Linked DNA regions of Pan troglodytes: region 2 is linked to region 1. Evidence: chromatin contacts called from public HiChIP or PLAC-seq data. All regions are on one chromosome and are shown on one strand. The core of a region is the stretch at or near the end of the contact, and the rest is flanking DNA. Distances in the headings are between cores, read along the strand shown. Region 1 holds the start of MCRS1 (microspherule protein 1). Region 2 holds the start of PRPH (peripherin).

Region 1 (4,024 bases), core at 700-3,199:
AGATGCTTGGCGCCCGAGCATTTGGGGAGCTGTCCCGGCCTCATACTACCTTTGTCCATCCTCTTACAGTCCCAAAGCCACTGGTTCCAAACCACAGGGCTAGGAGGAACGGTCCCACAGGCTCATCCAAGGATTCTGACCAGGTGAGCTTAAAGGCTGAGAGGAGATTCTGCAAAGGAGAAATGAGGCTCCCTGAGGCTCAGATTTCCAACTGGCCAGCCTCACTTCCTTATACTGGCTCAGGTCCCCCAGGGTCCCATAAGCTAGGGAAGACATAAGGACAGGAAAGAGGCATAAGGCCCCACTCTGCCAATAATAGCCTTAGACATCAGTCTTGTGAAGGTCACTGGCACCTTTCAGAGTATGGTAACAGCTATGGACTGCAGAAAAGGGTGCAAACACATACTATTTTAGAGGGTTCATAGACCCTTTAATTCTACTGATATCTCCTAGGTTAGGCGCCTTGACTATAAACTAGCAAGAGACAAGGGATTCTTTGGCCCACATTTTTCTTTACTTCAGCTGTCCACTCAGCTCAGCAGCACCAGCCTTCCCCTCCCAGGCCAAAGCAGGAAAAAAGAAAGGGAGGCAAAACTCCAACCAGTCCATCTCGTTTTTTTTTTTTTTTGTTTTGTTTTTTGTTTTTCTTTTCCATTTGGGGTTTTTACTGAAGATTTAGTAAGTGGTATTTCCATGAGATACCATCTCGTGGAAACCAAAAACCACTGTTTGGGAACTGCGTGATTATCAACCACCCTGTGCCCCAACAACCCCTAGAGAACCCAGGTACTGGACTTTCTCGGGGCGCTCCTCTCGTGAGTCCCCACTTCTAACCAGGGTGGCTCTTAGCTCAGTGTTCTAGCCCTGTCCCCAGGTGAGCCTGTCGCTCTCCGCTCCATAGGCTACGACTAAGAATCTTGACATCTGAGGAGAGGGCGAAGGGGCCCGAGCTTGCCGGCAAACTGAGGTAGGGTCTGTGCCCCTTCCTTACCGGACCCTCCGCCCCTCGTTCTCCCAACAGTGCACACCCAAGGTAGGGGATCGGTCCAGGTCTGTCTCAAGAACTCGGGGTAGGAGCATTGATGAAGTCACCTCTGCAACTCAAAGCAGAGCACCAAGTAGCCTTGGTTTGAGACCCACAGGCTGGTGGCTGGGGAGGTGGGGGTAAACTCGCAAGCCCATTCTCACCCCAAGGTCTCCATGCCTTTGCGCATGCGTAACACTTCGAGCCAGATTCTAACCCAGTCCGGCCCACGCATGCGCAGCTTTTCGGGGCGCCACCGGGGCGGGGCCCCAAACTTGGGGGGTGGTCGTCCCCGGCGGCACTCTGCAAAACTCCATTTCACCCCCAACTCCTCTGAGAACCCTCAGAGGCGAACCGCGAGGTCTCACCATTCCTAGACTGCCAGATCCAACAATTTCTCCGCGGCGACGGTAGCAGCCGCAGGGCCAAAGCCGGCTTCCGTGAGGTACGTCTACTTCCGGTTAACGAACCAGGGGGCTGGCAATCTCTTCCGGTTCGTCTTGGCAACGTGTGTGAAGGGGGCGTGGCCATGGTACGGAAAGTGTAAATATTTTACCAATAGCGGAAAGTAAAGGCTTTCCTAGTTGGGACAGCATATAGGGAAACGTTAAGGATTATAGGCACCGGAGAGGTAACCCGGCTTGAGGGGTTGGTTAAAGGGAAAGGCGAGACTTAGGGCGAGACCGAGCGGGGCTAATTGAGGCGACGCGGGGAGGGGCGGACCGCGGACTGGATTTCGACTTCCAAATTCCCACGAGGTATAGGAGTCTGAGGGTTGCACAGGACGTTATGCATTGTTTGACTCCTCCAGAGCCTTTAGAGAAACTTCTATCAGGCCCGCCTGCTAGGCACTAGTCGGGGAGATAATGTAGCCAGGGAGATGTGGCGGACAGAAAGGGCAGAGAGGCTCTCTGAGGAGCGGATGGAGGATCGTGGGCCGCTTTACTGAGAAGGAAGAGACCCTGCGAGAAGGAGTAGTGTCGACTTGGTCCCGTCAGCCGGACCCCACCTGGACGGCTGGGGCCACTTGTGGTCGCCGGGAGGTAAGAGAGAAAACCAATGGAAGCACCTTCAGAGGAGAGTGCCTTGGAAGCAATCTTGGGATGGGAGAACGAACCTGTCGGAAAAATTGGGAATTTGGGGCTGTGAGAGATGTTCCGGAAAACTAGAAAGACTGTTCTCTAAAAGAGGAATTCTGTTTTATGCTTCCTTTGCGAGGTACTAAAGTGTAGCAGCTATAGACATACTTCAGCTCAGAATAAGAAAGATTCAGTTCCAAAGCTGTCCATCAGAGGTGTCAAGCACACATAACATGGACATTGCCAGGGAATTCAAGTGTCAAATGAGAGACTGGCCCTTTTGGCCCTGACAGTATACTATGGCCCTCTGCTTCAAGAGTACCAACCTCATTTACTGTTCTGTGGACTTGCTTAATGAGTATGTACTTATTTTAACTCCCATGAAAGAGTGTGTGTTTTATTTTTTAACAGGCACTTGATTAAATATAATTATGTAAACTTGTGAAAATATCAGAAAACCAATGAAATATTTTTTTTTTTGAGACAGAGTCCCGCTCCATAGCCCAGGCTGGAGTGCAGTGGCACAATCTCGGCTCACTGCAACCTCCGGCCCCCGGGTCTCGGTTCAGGCAATTCTCCTGCCTCAGCCTCCCGAGTAGCTAGGATTACAGGCACGTGCCACCATGCCCAGCTAAGTTTTTTTTTTTTTTTTTGTAGAGACAGGTTTTCACCATGTTGGCCAGGCTGGTCTTGAACTCCTGATCTCATGATCAGGCTGCCTCGGCCTCCCAAAGTGCTGGGATTACAGGCATGAGCCACAGCACCCGGCCTGAAATACTTTTTATAAAAAGTGATTACACAGAACATTAATAATATTAATGTTATTAAATATATATGAATTCATGATAACTATGAAAAACATACAAAGGAAAAGACAGTTGAAGGAAATGCACCAGAATGTTAACACATGTCCAAGTGGTAGTAGTAGTAATTTTTCTCTCTAATTATTTTCCAGTTTTTTAATACATGGTTTTTAAATTTTGTTTTATTTTTTTTGAGACAGAGCCTTCCTCTGTCACCCAGGCTGGAGTGCAGTGGAGCAATCTCGGCTCCTGCAACCTACATCTCCCGGGTTCAAGCGATTCTCATGCCTCAGTCTCCTGAGTAGCTGGGATTGCAGGTGTGCGCCACCATGCCTGGATAATTTTTGTGTTTTTAGTAGAGATGGGGTTTCACTATGTTGACCAGGATGGTCTCAAACTCCTGACCTCAAATGATTCACGCACCTCAGCCTCCCAAAGTGCTGGGATTACAGGTGTGAGCCACTGCGCCCAGCCATATTTTACAATGGAAAAAAAAATAGGTTCTACACAACTTCTTTTTATTGATTGATTGATTTTGAGGCAGAGTCTCGCTCTGTCACCCAGGCTGGAGTACAGTGGCACAATCTCGGCTCACTGCAACCTCCACCTCCTGGGTTCAAGTGATTCTCCTGCCTCAGCCTCACAAGTAGCTGAAATTACAGGTGCCTGCCACCCGCCTGGCTTATTTTTGTATTTTTAGTAGAGACGGGGTTTCGCCATGTTGGCCAGGCTCGTCTCGATCTCCTGGCCTCAAATAATCCACCCGCCTCAGCCTCCCAAAGTGCTGGATTACAGGCGTAAGCCACTGCACTGAGCCACAACTTCCTGAGTGAAAGAGGAGAAAGGAAAACTCTTGGCTTCCAGCTGCCTGAGGTAATTCCTTCCCCCAAGGTGTCACGAGGGAAAGGTGGTGGTCACCATCATCTCCTGTTTGGTACCTGGAAACTCAAACTTCCCCTCTGGTCCTCAATCCTCCCTACCATTGGATAAAAAGAAACCTAGGCACCCTTGTGGTATGGATGCAGGGATTTCTAAAGGGCAGCTTCCTGCTCAAGATTGTGTTTTCTGTTTACACAGCGTGGTGGACTATACTAGCTATAGTTAGTATATATAGTATA
Region 2 (4,024 bases), core at 896-3,395, 280 kb before region 1:
GATCAGGAGTTCGAGACCAGCTTGACCTACATAATGAAACCCCGTCTCTACTAAAGTACAAAAATTAGCCAGGCATGGTGGCAGGTACCTGTAATCCCAGCTACTCGGGAGGCTGAGGCAGGAGAATCGCTTGATCCCAGGAGGTGGAGGTTGCAGTGAGCTGAGATCATGCCACTGCACTCCAGCCTGGGCAACAGAGCAAGACTCTCTCTCAAAAAAAATTAAATTTAATTTAATTTAAAAATAGCACTCTTGCCAGTAACCTAAACTTCGTTACTCACCTTCCCTGCAAACCCCTGAACACATGCAATGGTTGTTTCTCTTCCAGCCTTCATCAGAGCAGCCAAGGGAGGCAGGAGGAGGAGGAGCGATGAGAATACTGGCAAATACTTCTACAGCATGTACTAGGTGCCAAGCACTAAGTGCTTTACAGAGGGTAACTCGTTTAATCCTCCCAACACCATGAGGTAAGTACTGTTATTATCATTCCCATTTGTGGATAAAGAAAATGGGGTGGCCAGGCGCGGTGGCTTATGCCTGTAATCCCAGCACTTTGGGAGGCCGAGACAGGTGGATCACGAGGTCAGGAGATCGAGACCATCCTAGCTAACATGGTGAAGCACCGTCTCTACCAAAAATATGAAAAAATTAGCCAGGCGTGGTGGCAGGCGCCAGTCATCCCAGCTACTCAGGAGGCTGAGGCAGGAGAATGGCGTGAACCCGGGAGGCGGAGCTTGCAGTGAGCTGAGATCGTGCCACTGCACTCCAGCCTGGGTGACAGAGCGAGACTATGTCTCAAAAAAAAAAAAAAAAAAAAGGAAGAAAAAAGAAAGAGAGAAAGAAAGAAAGAAAGAAAATGGGGTGAACAGAGGTTAAGTGACTCAGAAAACCCAAAGCACACAGCTAATTAAGGTGAGCAGCCATGAATGAACCTGCACCATCTGCCCAGAGTCCCGGTCCACCAGGGGAGGATGAGGCCAGGGAGGACTTGGCTTCTTCCGCCTTGGGTCCAAGCACTACTTTCAGCAACCAGGGGCACAGTCCAAAAGAAGCCCAGACTCTCACTGCTCTTGGGGCTGACATTATCACTCTGGAGGTTAATAATAATAGCAATAATAAAACCAGCTTCCATTTTCAGGCTTTAAGATGTGTGTCCTAAGCACTTCACATGTATTTATTTATTCCTTTAGTCCTCCCAACAACACTATGAGGTAGAAGCTACAGTTAGTTATCTCCCTTTTCTTGAGGGACATGAAGGGACGTAGTGACGAGCCTAAATTCTACAACAGAGTGGTGGATCAGATGGGAAGTGTGGCAGCTGGATGCCAGAGCCCGGCTCTTAACCCAGACTCTTTGCCTACCTTTGCTCCGCCTGGAGTTGCTGGCCTGCTCCTTCTGCTTTAGGGGAGGAGCCTCTTCTGCCTGGCAGTTCCCCACCCAGGCCTGATCCACAGCTCCAGAGCCCTGCTGTGGCAGCCCTCTGTCCCTTCTCCTCCGAGGCATGTAGGTGGCCAGCGGAGCCCTTAAGCAGGGTGAGGACGGGAACTCCATCTGGAACTCCCCAGGCCCAGCTGCAGCCCCAGCAGCCTCTACTCTCAGAGGCTTGGGTCCCCCACCAGTGCCCTGTAGACAGGGCCTGAGCTGGTCCTCCCCAGGCCTTGCCCGCCTCTCCTGATGCAGAGCTGGCTCCCTGCTCCTGGAGGGTGGGGCCAAATCCGGGATAGATGGGGCTCCAGGCCAACAGCAGCTGGGGCTCAGTGCCCAGGACTGCGGCAGGAAGCACCAAGGCTTCCCTAGCCCCTCCTCACACCCACCAAGCCTCCCGGCCCTATCCCGGGTGGGACCCTACCCCTCCCAATTCCTAGGAGTTAGGGGAGGCCAAGCTGTCATTTATTCGTCCTGTCCCATCTCTCCCTTCCTCCCGCTTCCCACTCCCCTGGCAACCAAACCAGACCCATCAAGGAGAAGGAACTGGCAGCTGTGCAGGGAGAGACTAATGGCCCGGAAGGAAGGAGGGGCCTGGAAAGGAGACGAAGGCGGTAGGGACGTGAGCAGGGCGTTGGGCGTTGGCCCTGGCCCATCTCACAGGACGCACAAAGGGGGGAGGGGGCTGCTGCCCTGCAATACTGAGGAGCTGGCCAGCCAGGGAGCCGCCCTCCTTACCCCCAGCCAGATATCCAGGCAGGAACCTCAAACCTGCTTCCCCAGATGCACTCTCTTGTCCTCAGGTCCCATCTGAGGCAGACCTGTCTCACAGGACAGCGCTGGAGTCCCCAGCAGCAGCAGCAGCCCCAGCCCTATGGTTCCTGGCAAACCCAGCAGACCTCAGCAACCCGGCTCCTGCAGACGATCCGAGCTGCCTCTGTCCACTCCTGGGCAGGTTGTGCTTGCATTCTGGAAGCTGTTTGACATACAAAGGCCAGATATCAGCCTTCCCGCTACCTCTGGAGTAGGGGAGGGTGTGGTGGGATGTGTGATTGTGTGTGTATGTGTGTGTATGTAGTGTGTGTGCGCATAGATGTACAAAGCTGTGTGTATGCATCTGTTTGCGTGCGCAGGTTTGTGGACCTGTTCTGGGGCCTTCTCTCTTTCAGACTGCTGGGGATGGGCACTTTCTCTTTCCCCATCTCTTCCCCATCCAGCCCCACCCATCCCTGGTACCTGCAACTCATCAATACTGGAAACCAGCTCCTGCCAGTCCATCCATCTCTCAGCCTTGGCAGCCGCTGTTGCCCCTCAGCCCCCTCCCCTTCCTACCTCAGGAATCACTCTGGTTCCCGTAAAGCCCATGACTGAGCAGCAATTGGTGTGGGGTTGGGGGGAGGGAGAATCCAGTAAACCAAGACAGAATACAAAAGGCCCACTTAGCCCAGCCCGTGGCATGGGGCAGACCCTCCCGAGTGGGATCCAGAGCTGGGTCCAGCCACCCTCAGCCCCCTATGATGTACCCACCTCATTGGGGCTTGTTGCGGGGTAGGTCTAGGTTTGGGGGCTGTGTCTTTAAGGCTGAAACATCAGCAGACAACCTCTGCTGGGCCGTCTTCAGGGGAGGGGGAGGGGGGCTGGTCAGCCCATTAGCAGCAGAGCTGGCGCCAGGCACCAGCCCTTCACAGGGCCCTGGGGATTAGGGAGAGTAGCTCTTCCCCAGCCCGATCTGCCTCTGCGCCCCTGTCTCCTATTCCTCTCTGGGTGTGGTGAAGGAGGGGTAGCTGACAGCAGGTGAAAATAGAGCCTGGCCTTCAGGGGGCAAGTCAAGGCACTAGCTATGGGGCCTAAGCCAGGTCAACTCTCCCTCCAGCTGGCCTCCTCCCTACTCCTGTGCCAGAAGCCTGTCCTTTAACTTCAGGTCCTTCTACCTCGCAATTTTCAGGGACTCTAGTTCAAGTCAGGCCTTCCTACCCTAGGTTCTAGCTTTGGGTGCTTGTTGGGAGGAAGTGACCCCCACCCCAGCGGCAACAGGGGGCAATCAAGTGGGTAGAGGCCTGCAACCAGGGAAGGGAGGGGAAGGCGCTCCTGCTGTTCCGCAGGGGTGGGGCATCCCCCTCCCCATACAACCCCCCTCCAGCGGGCCATCAGGCCAGTGGGAGGAGCTGCCCGTGCCCCCCCTGAGACGCAGGGCTATAAAGCCGCCTCGCAGCGGTCTGCGGCTCCTTCCCAGCCCCCGGCCTAGCTCTGCGAACGGTGACTGCCCATCCTCGGCCGCAATGAGCCACCACCCGTCGGGCCTCCGGGCAGGCTTCAGCTCCACCTCATACCGCCGTACCTTCGGTCCACCGCCCTCACTATCCCCCGGGGCCTTCTCCTACTCGTCCAGCTCCCGCTTCTCCAGCAGCCGCCTGCTGGGCTCCGCGTCCCCGAGCTCCTCGGTGCGCCTGGGCAGCTTCCGTAGCCCCCGAGCGGGAGCGGGCGCCCTCCTGCGCCTGCCCTCGGAGCGCCTCGACTTCTCCATGGCCGAGGCCCTCAACCAGGAGTTCCTGGCCACGCGCAGCAACGAGAAGCAGGAGCTGCAGGAGCTCAACGACCG

The links. HiChIP or PLAC-seq counts read pairs in DNA pulled down with a chosen protein or histone mark.
Region 2: a contact with region 1 is called in an H3K4me3 HiChIP or PLAC-seq map of stem cell-derived excitatory neurons, with 4 times the contacts expected there. The contact joins the promoter of PRPH here to the promoter of MCRS1 in region 1. A contact is called at or near these places in 1 of 7 Hi-C or Micro-C datasets (stem cell-derived neural progenitor cells) and 1 of 1 datasets of contacts at active chromatin or transcription factors (stem cell-derived excitatory neurons).

Annotation. Positions count from the first base shown.
Region 1 is chr10:46,297,076-46,301,099 of NHGRI_mPanTro3-v2.0_pri, reverse strand. MCRS1 (microspherule protein 1) reads right to left here and starts at 1,949. Exons shown (of 15, transcript XM_009425469.3): 1 at 1,393-1,949; 2 at 50-169. The coding sequence starts at 59. It also overlaps a transcript of PRPF40B not described here.
Region 2 is chr10:46,573,008-46,577,031 of NHGRI_mPanTro3-v2.0_pri, reverse strand. It overlaps PRPH (peripherin), which reads left to right and starts at 2,145. Exons shown (of 9, transcript XM_016923485.4): 1 at 2,145-4,024. The coding sequence starts at 3,705.